3 separate regions of the Mus musculus genome follow, and regions 1 and 3 are each linked to region 2. The links are chromatin contacts, called in public HiChIP or PLAC-seq and promoter capture Hi-C maps. All regions are on one chromosome and are shown on one strand. The core of a region is the stretch at or near the end of the contact, and the rest is flanking DNA. Distances in the headings are between cores, read along the strand shown. Region 1 holds the start of Wipf1 (WAS/WASL interacting protein family, member 1). Region 2 holds the start of Map3k20 (mitogen-activated protein kinase kinase kinase 20). Region 3 holds the start of Cir1 (corepressor interacting with RBPJ, 1).

Region 1 (3,696 bases), core at 354-2,853, 1.2 Mb after region 2:
ACCGAGTCACACAGTAGGTTTAAGGGCATCCGGCAGTAGCTAAACACACAGAAGAAAATGTGTGAAATGGACAACGGAAGTAAGATGCGAATCCCTCCATCTGCAAATAAGTTCATTCTCCCTTTCTATCCCAGAGTTTGATCATTCCCTGCTTTCAGATCTCTTTGCTTTCCATCACGTAATCTAAAAGCGCTCATGTGATTCCCAAAGAGAAAAGCTACTCAGGGAAGACGGTGATGTCGCTGAGCGGATCCAGAACACTTGGAAAACCCAGTCTGCAGCTTCTCTTCAGCCGGCAACCGGCACTCACAGATATGTGTACGATCTGTACACATATGTGTACACCACCCCATGCCTCTGAGAGGATCAGCCTGGTGAACCGCAACTGGCAGGTAATCAGGGTAGAAGGCAGTGCCCTGAGCACTGTAAGAAGCAGAGAGCCCATAGTTTATGAAAGACTTTCTCTCTTTAAGAAGTCAAAAACATGATCTACAAACTTTTAAGTTATTTATCAATTATTGAAATAAGCATTTTTTGAGGAGGCAAAAAAAAATCTATCAAATGAAAATACAGTATTCAAATTATATGGAAGCTGTTAAAAGAAAACCTACCCAGGCTGCACACGTGTCCGCTGTCCCTGTGGGTCTACCTGCAGGCCCGCTCAGGAACCAGAGAGATGAAGGGCAAGGAAGATCCAAGACAGACTAGCGATTTTCAGAGAAAGAGACCAAATCTGCTCACTGTAGAAACCCTGAGGGGTTAGGAGCCTATAGCCCGGGGATATTCCTTGGAGATTAAGCAAGACCCAGTCAAACCAGGTTCCACACAGACACACCTTTTGTTAATCTGAGTTCAAAGTCTAGCCACAAACCGAGGATCTGGGTCATCCCTATTGGATTTCTCTTGCACTAGTTAAGTTTCACTGTTCTTTCTTTGAAAAGAAAAGCATGCTAAAGTAGCGGGAGATGAAGGCTGAAGGGAAGCGGTCCACGATTTAGGGAGAGGCCCCGGGCGCAAAGCCCTGACCCGAGCTGGCCGCCCTTTCAGGAGCAGACATAGGCACCTAGAGCGCGCCCATACCCGGGATCAGGCTGCCCGGGAGCACTGGAGCCAAGTTCTGGGAGCCCTAAACTCCAAAGTCACCCGCCCTCGGTGGAGATGGAGTTGCAGATGCGGTTCCCGGGCATCCCAGGGAGACCGCGGTTAGATCCATCGGGTCCACGGGCGGTCCTGGGTCGGTGCAGCCCCGCAGCGCTCAGCGGGGATCGCGGCATCTCGAGCCCCGGCAGCCGCCGCCCCTTCCTCCCGCGCGGGCTGGACCGCGGGCCTGAGCGGGGATCGCTCCCCTGGGCGCCGAGGACGCGGCCCCGACAACCCGCCCGTCTGCACCCCAACTCCGTGCACCCCGGACGCGCCCTGCATGGTGGGGCGCGGCTCCCTTACCGTGCAGCGGCTCCGGGCGGCTCCTCGGCCCCGCGGCGCGCGGGGCATTTTTTTCTGGGAAACTTCTCTCTGGGTCCGCAGGGCTGAGCCGGGGCGGGCAGGAAAAGCGCTCCGCGCCGGGAGGCTGCGACCATCCGGGAACTTCGCCGAGATGTGCGCCCTCCCCCTCGGCCCGCGTCCTCCCCCTACGGCCCCCGCCACACGCGGACGCCGAGGCAGCCGCTGGCCCTTCGCCCTTCGCCCTCGCCGCGCCCTGACTTCCGAGGCCGGCGGGACCGGAGCCTGGGCTGGGCTCTCCCCGGGGCGGAGGCCGAGGGGTCCGGACCTGCGTGCGCCCAGGAGCCGGACCTGGAAGGGATACCCAACCCAAGACGCTGTCCCTAGAAACTACCCGGGCCTCCGAGTGGGGTGCTCTCCCCCCAACACAGGGAAAGCCTTTTCCGGTCATCTCCACTCCGCTCCCGAATCAGAGGGCGCCCCCCGCTTTGAGAAACTTAAAAGTTTCCATTCACTGTAAAAACTGGCTTCTAAGATGGAGTGGCCCCACTGAAGCCCAAGGGCCACGCGCGTCCCCAATCCCCGCCCACTGGGAGCGCACAGCTCTTCCCAGGGTAAGGTGCCTATCGGTTGGGATTCTTGGAATCTTTTTTTTTTTTTTTTCCACCGACTTCTGCAAACATAGAAAGATCAAGAGCCGAGCGAGTATAAGGAGAAACCCGAGGCCCTTTCACATGGCTCTTGCCAGTTCTCAAAAACACCACTATCAGGCCTTAAAGGCAAGTTAACACTGGGATGACACATTAGAACATATACATTTGAAAGACAAAGACAGTTATGGTCAGTATAACTACTGGACCGGATAGTAAAGCTACCGAGACGACGTAGCTCTCTGGGTAAAGGCAGGGAAGCTTTGAAAGATGCACCTCAGAATGTGGCATCTAGAATGCCTCGGCTTCAGGCTTTCTGTGCTGAGTTGTCCCTATGTGTGCAGTCTCTGTGACATGCTTCTGGCGGATACGATAATCCTGGAAAGACAGCGACAGGGCCACCTCTCCTAAACTCTTATTAGCGTTTTTTTTTGTTTTTTTTTTTGTTTGTTTGTTTGTTTTTTTTTTTTTTTTGGTAGGAGTCTCTAAATGCACTCTTTCCTTTTTGTTTTGTTTTTGTTATTTTTAGGTCTCACCATGAATTCCAGGATGGTTACAAACTCCCACTGTTAACTGTATTCGTCTAAGGTCTATGCTATATTTGCCTTTTATGTATGTATTTATTTAATGTGTACAAGTGGTTTGCCTGCAAATATATCTATCTGTATCATGTGCTTGCCTGGTGCCACAGAGGCCATAAGAAGGTGTGGGATGCCCTGATAATGGAATTACAGACGGTTGGGAGCTACCACGTAGATGCTGGGAATCTAAGTGTCCTCTGTTAAGAGCAGCAAGTGCTCTTAACCGCTGAACCATTTTCTCCAGTTCTGGCGCATTGAGTTTGGATCTTTTCCTGGGTTAGCAGTGTGTGGTAAATATTCCTTCTTGTTGCTTGACAACACAGGGAATCCATGAGGAGGGTAAACAATCCATACTATGCTGCATTGTGCCGCCGGGTTGCTAAGCAGTGGGAGCAGCCAGGGACATTAAGTACACGTTCAGCTCGAGATGGTTTCTGCTGACATTTGGTCTTTCTATTGTAGACAGAGGCGCTCTGAACCTATTCTGCTTCTTGTTTCATGACTCCCATCTTGGGAGCCACTCTAACTCCTAATCCAGTGCCTTTGGACCTCCCACCCCCTTATAACCAGGACTTTATTTTGGTTACCTTCTCCTGAATAGATGGCAGTCTCAAACACCAGATAAGGGAGCTTACCTGCCTCATTGAGTTCTCACAGGAACCTCTGTGAAATAGGCATCTGTCTCTATTGTACACACTGAACAGTGCCCTCCAAAGCCTGGCTGACCTGCTCAAGATCTCTTAGCATATGAATTTCTAAATTCAGATCATTATGGTGTTAATACCTCGATCCAACCACCAAGCCATAAGTCTCTCAACTTGATTTCCTGTTTGTTCCACCTCTGAGCTGCTACTTTCAGGAGTGACCTGAATTAAGATCCCCGAATGCTAAGCCAGGAAAGAAAGACAGTGTTACAAGCTTTAGTAAAGAAGTGTTGGTGTCCAAGCAGATCTGGTTAAAGGCTCTGTGCTAGGTTAGGTTCTGTCTTCTGGGTTCATGCAGGAAGGATGTGGAGTGCCAGATGA
Region 2 (4,071 bases), core at 488-2,987:
CACCTCTCTTTTGACCTCCATAGGCACCAGGCGTGCATATGGTGCACATACATACACACAGGGGAAACACACACACACATTAAAAATAAGTCTTAAGAAGTCGAGGCAAGCCTACGTTTAGCACAGAGTCACAGCCGTGGCCCCCACAATAGAGTATAAGGTATCGCAGTGAGGACCTTGCAACATAATGGGAAGGCAGGAGGCCTTCTGTGAGGTGCTCCTTCAAATAAGTTTTTGAAAGTACTTTGTAGAGTTTATTGCTCCTGTTGCCTACTCTCTGAGCCTAATTATAGAAGGAAAATAGAATGAAGGAAGGAGAGATAGTATAAGCTAAAAATATCAGAAGCTGCAGGCTTCCAGTACAAAGCAAGGTATGGATGGCTGGTGACTGGCAAGCTGGAACCAGTGGCTAACACCTGATTTTGGTGAGCAGGAAACTGAGGACTGCCTGTTAAGTGTCCCATGTGACAACTGAGAGGAGCAACAGCAAAGTCAGGCTCTCTGATTCCTCAGCCAGAGTCAGGACACAATCGGATGTCTTTAAAGCTAAGGTGACTGCAGTCTCATGTTCATTTCGCGCTCAAGAGCCCAGCACCCTTTTTTTTTTTTTTTTTTTTGAGTAGATAGACAGCTTTTTTTTTTTTTTAAACAATTGTTTGATCACCTACAAAAGAATTTTTTTTAGCTGGATAGTTTTCATCAACCTTCTCAGTTACCAAAATGCAATTTATTAATCCAAAATCCTCAGTCTTTGTAATCACAGACCAGAAAGTGGTTTCTTTTTTCATTAGTGTATATTTACCCATCCTTTCCCATTCATATATTAAATATATATGAACGGTTTTCAAAATTTCTATTTCTCTTTGGGCTTCTTTTCTGATTTCCGTTTCTTGTTTCATCTCTGCCTGTTTTTCCTCTCCTGACTTCAAAACTCAGCAGGAAGCCAGTTTCCTCTCCACAGATTTCTATTTCTGTCAATGACACCATCGTTCTTCCAGTCACCCAGGTCTCAAATCTTGGCATCACCGCTTTCTTCTTTCCCAACCGAATGGGTCACAAATTTCTGTGGCCTCTTTCTGAAACATGTCTCTCAATTCCAATTTTCTTTTTAAAAACGATCCCAAACTGTACCCTCTAACTCTAGCCTTCACGATTCTATCTGTTACCTGGTAGTGACAATATCTACCACTTATCTTGTTTCCATCCCTAAGCAACTCTCTAAACCACTACTAAAATGGATGGGGAGGAAAGAGAATATGGCTTAACATCTTCAGGCTGGTAAGCCTCCTGCTCCAAATATAAAGCCATGCACTAAAATACGAATATCCATTTTGCACGATTTCAACTTTCCTTAACTCTCCACGTGTGTACACGTGAAATTCTAATTCAGAAACTGTGTTCCCTACTTTTGCAACCTCTCCTCTTTTTCCACTCCATCTACATCCTCCCCGATCAATTTCTTTTCTTCCCAAAGCCAGGTGACACGTTTTGTTCACACTTGTCATGGACTCTGTCTCCTCGATGGGAAATCGCGGGCACTTCATCTTAAAAGTCACCAACCAGAGCAGCAGGCCTTGACTCCTCCTCAAAATCTCCAAAGTACCTGTTGATGGTCCCACTGAGGCACCCGCGACCCTGACATTGCCTTCCCTGCTGTCCCCTTCCCAGCCAAGTGCATTCAGTCTCACGGGGGGTAAGGGGGGGGGGGCAGCAACCGGGCTCTCCGCGACCCCGAGCCCCGGCCTCCCTGCTGGGCACCGAGCCGGGCGTGCCCGGAGGCTGGCCGGCCGGCGGTTCCACGCTCGGAGGTAGGTGGTGCTGTTGCCGCGACGTCTTCCTCATTGGCGCCGCGCGGAGAGGCGGAATGTTCAACTCCTGACTCCGGCGGAAGCGTGGGAGCCGCGCGGGCCGCCGTCCCCGACCCCCGCCGCCGCTCGCGCCCGATCCGGGAGCCAGGTAAGGGCTGTGGGGGACGGGAGAGGCGGGAGGGAGCTCCGCTGGAGGACCGGCGGGACCGGGGCCTGCGGGGCCGGGGCAGCGCGGCTGCGGGAGGCCGGGGCTCGGCGGGCGGCTGTCCTTGGCTCGCCCCCGGTGCCCTGGAGACCCGTGGTCCCCGAGCCCGCAGACCCCGAGACCGCAGCCCCTGAGCCCTCAGTCCCTTGCCGCTGGGCCGAGGACGGCTTGGGCATGTCCGGGCCGGTCCAGCCGGGCACTCGGTGCCCGGAAGAGTCCGGCCTGGCACAGCTCGCGGCGATCCCGGGGAACCTGCGGCGGCTGCCCTTCCCGAGCACCCTCGCCTTCCGTGGGAGCACACGCGGGTGTCGCAGGCGCGGGGATCTACACCAGGGTGGGCACTGGGTGACCCGGGCCGCAGCCACGCCTCGCCCCGCGCGTGACAGATCTCGGGAAAAACTTTAATTCTAAACTGCCCAGATGACATTGGAACTGCCTGAAAAAAAACAACAATGGCACGTCATTGTTGGGTTGCTGAAAATGTATGTTTCTCATGCGCCTGGAGATCCTGCATAAGCACTGTTTATGGAGAACATAATTACTATTTTTGCTAGTTTCGTTAATAATGAAAGCACACCATTTGGTGGCCCGTTCCAGCGATTTCACAATAAGCAGCCTTCATTAATAATGCGTGTGAGAACCGTCTTCCAGAATGGATTGAGGACATCTGAGTTCGGATGGTTGTTAAAGTGAGTTCCTGTTTTACCCCTAAAGTGGTTGTAGCGAATCTTCTGGTCTTCTTGACTGTAGATGAAACCAACTGCCAGCATTTAGTGGATCCAAACCTACCAAAATATTTAACGATAAAAATAAACAAATGATTCAAGACCAGACTTCTTTGTCATCGGCCTGTCTCTACTCTGAAATTTCATTCTTTTTTTATCTTAAAAAAAAGTGACGGCTGCATTTTAATTATGGTTTTGATCATTTGTAGAGTCTTTGTTTTAGATTTCTGCTACAATAGTGAGAGATTTGGGAGATTGTAAATGAACATGAATTTAGCTTGTTTAGAAAGAGAGAATTAAGAGAGAAAAATGGTCTTTGGAGCACTGTTTATTTTAGTCTTTTACAATGTAATTTTGACAAAAATTTTGGGGGATTTTTTTTTAAACTGGAGAATGTGCAAGTCAGAAGTTTAAGTGGGAAACATTTTGTTGTCTTAGAAAGCAAGTAGCTGATTAATCTTTTAAAAGTTTTTGTTTTGTTTTGTTTTAGGGGGGATACATAAGAACACATTAAGAAAAATAATAACCAAATATTAAGCACACAGATTTAGATCTAAAAATGGATGGTCAAAGATCTTGGGAACTGAGGGACCTTCTTGCCAAATAAGGAAACTTGGCAGGCTGCACTGTGTATTTTAAGTTAGGGCAGAGTGAGTGCTATTGGCAATACATTGGCTCAGTGCCTATCTGGGCTCTGCAGTGAAACTGAGTCTGATAGGCCTGCGGAATTATAGGCAGGAGTTACGAAGGGTGTGGAGTGAATCGCTGGATCATCAGAGGAGACACTGGAGAAGTTACAGGGACGTTTTGTAAAAGAGGTCAGATAAAACTCTGAGTGTGTGTGCCCAGCAGAAGCAGACTACACAGTGGGTCTCAGAACTTGACACAGCCAGGGAAGAGTCAGTGTTAAGCTGAGGAAAGGAGTTTGTGGTAACACAGGACTGTCAGAACCAGAAAGCCTCTGTGCCCTGAGGTGTTAGGAAGAGAAGTTTGGATCATTTGCTTTCCATTTTATTCTACCCAGGACAGATGGGACAAGGTGGGGGACTGTTGGATCTAAAGATAATAGCTGAGACACCTTCCGTCTTACTGTGGGGAAGTTTAGGCTACTTCCTTTGTGGCTATTGACCGTGGTCTATACTACACATAAACCAGCATAGTTCCAGCACTAAACAAAAGATTCTTACCTGTGCAGGGAGGAGAGCCATCAACCCCAGAGCCTCACAGCTGGTCAGATAATACAGGGCCTTTGTCTCAGACCCTCCTAGAGACAGCTGAAGCATTGAGTGACAGGAGTTAAATAATCCCAGCACAGTAAGAGACTGAGAACAGG
Region 3 (4,080 bases), core at 500-2,999, 1.0 Mb after region 2:
CCACTAGCAATTTTGACAGCCCTCCAGCCCACTTGTCTTCTATAATGAAACACATCTAATACACTGAAATGAAAAGATGCTCACAGCACTTAGAAGAGAAGACGGGTGTCTTGGACCTGAGCATTGTGGATAGAGTTCCCTGGCTTCTTCCAGGATGGCACCTGCCCTTTAGCTGTTTTCACTGTGTTTAGCTGAGTGTGTTGGCCCATGTCCATAATCCTAGAACTCAAGAGGCTGAGGTAGGACTACTAAGTATTCCAGACCAGTCAGAACTACACAGTAAGACCCCAACCAAAACAGAAAAATTACCGTGTATCTCAAGCTTTAGACTGTACAGTTATTTTCATTAGTCTCGACTGCTCAAGACTCAATTCCAGTAACTGAATTAAAAATAAGATGCAGCTCCATTGTCAAAGTGCTCACAATGCTTCTCCTGCATATTATAAACTACTTTATGACCTAGGAGAAGTGGTAGTTGATTGCAGTGGCTTCCACCTGTAATCCCAGCATGCGGGGGTGGGGGTTGGGGGTGGGGGCAGGGGGTTGGAGGCAGAAGGACAAGGAGTTCAGGGCTATCCTCCCTAGACAGCAAGTTTGAAGCCAGCTTAGACTGCAGGAGATCCCACCTCAAATAGAGGCTATGAAACACATAAAGAAATACACTCGTGGGGATTAGGAGTACTACAAAATAAACAGAACAAGACTTTTGGGGTCAAGGAGTAAGGCTGAGATCTGGCAAGCCCTCCCCACTCCCAAGGGACTTAAAAACCTAAGTAACTATATTTGCAGATAACCAGTGTTAGCATTTCTTGCACTTTCTTCCACAGATATCCTAATGTACATGCATGCTAATATATACATTCTTTAGATGTATGGTAATATACAGGACCCACAACTGGTTTGGAAACAAAAGCGAAATATATTCTCATAAGTTTGTGTACTTTTGAGTACTTGAGTACTTTTCTTAACACACAGTGCTAAGCCTTCATTTCGAGTTTCTAGTCATTGGCCATACTATCTCATCTAATCTCCCTAAAATTTTTACAAACTAGGGCAACTGACACTGATAATTCTTGATCAACAGTGTACGAGGCTAATGCTCACATCATTGACTATTTTGTGCGAGGCCTCAGGGCTACATGTAACTGTACTGAACTAAGAATCCAAAGCCCAAGCACTCTCCCGTCGCCATTCTTTGGCGCTGTAATTCTCGCCACGGCCCTTCTGTGTCCAGCAACTGGTTGCCCTGTGATTGTTTAAAACGCTCAACTTGAACGCAGCCATCAGAAACACACTACGGGATGGAGAGTGAGCAGAGGGAGGATTTCTGCCAGAAGATCTCCGTTAAGCAGGAGTCTCGACCCAGAGCAGAGTTCACCGGCTTGGGGCTGTAGGAGACGGATCCTGAACGGACAGTGTTATCAAACCATGCGTGGGTCTCCCCACTGACTGACAGGCGGGACTTGGGGGATCATTCCTGCAAGGGGGAAAGATCGACGACTCCAGCCGTGAGGAGGATACGACCCTCCCAGGGAGCTTAGCAATCTCTGCCCTCTCCGGATGCCTTTACTCACCTTCTTGATGTTGGATTTGGACGCAGGATGGAAGTCCTTCTTACACATGAAATTGGCGAATGACTTCCCCATCTTGGCGTCTGAGTCGGAGAAGCCAACCGCTAGGTCTTCTCGGAACGTAAACAAACTCCCGGAGCTTCACCGGAACTGCTAGGCAAGTTTGGGCGAGAACTTCCGAGGTCGGGAGGATGACTACTTCCGTGGTTTGACGCTTGGCACCGCCCCTCTTGCTCTCTTCCGGCAGTCGCTTCTGGTGGCTGCCGCGGCTTTGGCGGCGTCCGCGCGTGCGCAGCAGAGGTAAGCTTGGGGAACCCCCTGTGCGCGATGCTCGCTCTCTGCGGGGTCGCGAGCGGCGGCGGGCTCTGCTGCGTCAGCTTCGATCCGAGCGCGGTCAGCCCGAACAAGCGAGGTCTCGAGGTTCGAGCCCAGCACTTTCTGGCAACGCCGACTCCAGTTGCAAAAAAATTTTCTTTTGCCGCGCAGTTCCCATGTAGATTAAGTTGTCTCCCGGCAACTGTAGGACGTTTGTGAGCCTCGGAAGATTGGTGTTACCAAAAGCACGGGAATAGACTGTTAGAAGCTCAAGAACCTAGGCTCTTCCTTTCCAATTACTGTTAAGGTTTAATAATAATTATAATAATAATAATAATATTATTATTATTATTATTATCATTATGTATACCTCGCCATGTAGCATTGGTTGCCCTTGAACTAACAGATCCGTCTGCCTTTGCCTTCCCAGGCCTGGGATTAAAGGCCTGCGCCACTACACCCAGCTCCCTTCCGTTATTTCTAGCCATGCAGAAGTTTGCTCAGCAAACATCGTGAATGATGAGAACATGTTAGGGCCAACGACTTTCTCCCTGGGTGCGGGTTTCTTAGCTGTTGCCGCCATCCCAGTTTCGGGTAAGCAAGGCTTAGTCCACTGAGGATAGTCACTTAGTCTGGTGAGGATAAGAATGCCAAGGTACAACGGATGTCAGCTTTCATTTGGGTGTTGGCTGTGTGCCAGTTTTTTGTTTTTTTATCTTGTGTTATTCGTGGCGCGGTCCACGTAACGCTCAATCTTCAATTACAGGCATGCACCACCAAGCTGGGTTTTCACCTTCTAGGTGGTGTTTTAATAATTATTTACTTATTTATTTTAATACTGACGGGCCTGGAAAAAAGGAGAATTAATAGCCTGCCTAAATTATGTGTTGGAGTAGCTAACTTTGGAGCACAGTAAGCAGGAGATCAAGAAATTTAGAGGGGCGACACAAAAGAAAAACTGGTACGTCTTCCCATCTTTGAGATGGAGAAGACCCTTTACTTGTTCCATGGTGAACTTGTTTCTTGAGTCATTTTGAGACATAGGCTAGCTTTAAACTCTAGCTCATCCTGCCGAGTCCTGAGATTGCAGGTGGGCTATCATATCCTGCTTTGCTTTCCTTTCAATAAAACATTTATTGTATTTATATTTTTTATTTTGTTTTAAAATATTTAGGATGCTCCCATATAAAACTATGCTAAGAATTGGTTCTTCCTGTTTGTTTTTTTTCAGGGTTTCTCTGTGTAGCTCTGGGTGTCCTGGAACTCACTCTGTAGGCCAGGGTGGTCTGGAACTCAGAGATCTGCCTCTGCTTCCCAAGTGCTGGGATCAAAGGTGTGCACCACCACCCCCAGCATGATTTGGTTCTTATAAAAGAAGGGAACTGGGTTAGAGAGAGAGAACAATGGTTAAGATAGCTCAGTGCTTTCCCTGAAGACTTGAGTTCCGTTCCTAACACACAAGGTGGCCGTGCACGAAGCCTTACAACCTCTAACTCCAGCTCCAGGGGATTTGAGGCCCACTTCTAGCTTTCTCGGGCATCCCCATTCTTAGTGTAAACACACACACACACACACACACAAATAGTAAAAATAAACCTTTAAAAAGATAAATAATAGAAGTAAACTAAAACTATGTCTGTTCTGGAAGCAAAATAAAAATAGGAGATTTTGAATGGTTCTACAAACTGGAATTTAAGATTTTCCAGATCACAGAATCTGGAAAAGAGAATCCGTACGTCAGTTCTGTAGTCAGGATTTCTAAGTTACAAATGTGAACTTCCTGAAAACATGAAAGGTGGCTTTTTTTTTTTTTTTTTTTTAAGACACTACCCCTGGCTGTCCTGGAACACAGGGCTTGCCTCAAACTCAGAGATTCACCCATCTCTGCCTCCAAAAGTGAGATCTCCAAAGTACTGGGTCTGCTTCAAATTGTCTGTCTTTTCAATATTATAGTCTCTGTGTGCGTTTTTCCTCAAGCCAAAGGAGACCTCCTCTGTAGCAATATTGGGAACATTTGTTTGTTTACATAAATTCCTTTTTGGTTGTTTGGTTTTGGTTTTGTTGTCGTTTATGTTGGGGGGGGGGGGCAGGGTATCTCTCTGTGTAGCCCTGGCTGTTCCTAGCACTCACTCTGTAGACCAGGCTGGCCTCCAACTCAAAGAGATCCACCTCCCTCTGCCTCCCAACTCCTGGG

Evidence for each region. Promoter capture Hi-C pulls out the DNA fragments that hold promoters and counts their contacts. HiChIP or PLAC-seq counts read pairs in DNA pulled down with a chosen protein or histone mark.
Region 1: a promoter capture Hi-C map of embryonic stem cells shows a contact between it and region 2, with 2.9 times the contacts expected there. The contact joins the promoter of Wipf1 here to the promoter of Map3k20 in region 2. A contact is called at or near these places in 3 of 39 promoter capture datasets (embryonic stem cells, hippocampal neurons and pre-B cells), 4 of 115 datasets of contacts at active chromatin or transcription factors (embryonic stem cells, epiblast stem cells and neural tube) and 1 of 9 other capture datasets (liver).
Region 3: a contact with region 2 is called in an HNF4G HiChIP or PLAC-seq map of pancreatic cancer cells. The contact joins the promoter of Cir1 here to the promoter of Map3k20 in region 2. A contact is called at or near these places in 10 of 39 promoter capture datasets (the 3T3-L1 cell line, 3T3-L1-derived adipocytes, the C10 cell line and 6 more), 21 of 115 datasets of contacts at active chromatin or transcription factors (the 230-238 cell line, the SCID.adh cell line, T-cell acute lymphoblastic leukemia and 14 more) and 3 of 9 other capture datasets (embryonic stem cells, liver and macrophages).

Annotation. Positions count from the first base shown.
Region 1 is chr2:73,527,884-73,531,579 of GRCm38.p6, forward strand. Wipf1 (WAS/WASL interacting protein family, member 1) reads right to left here and starts at 1,604. Exons shown (of 8, transcript NM_153138.4): 1 at 1,444-1,604.
Region 2 is chr2:72,283,900-72,287,970 of GRCm38.p6, forward strand. Map3k20 (mitogen-activated protein kinase kinase kinase 20) reads left to right here and starts at 1,738. Exons shown (of 20, transcript NM_023057.5): 1 at 1,738-1,956.
Region 3 is chr2:73,310,843-73,314,922 of GRCm38.p6, forward strand. It overlaps Cir1 (corepressor interacting with RBPJ, 1), which reads right to left and starts at 1,750. Exons shown (of 10, transcript NM_025854.3): 1 at 1,575-1,750. The coding sequence starts at 1,646. It overlaps Scrn3 (secernin 3), which reads left to right and starts at 1,810. Exons shown (of 8, transcript NM_029022.1): 1 at 1,810-1,871.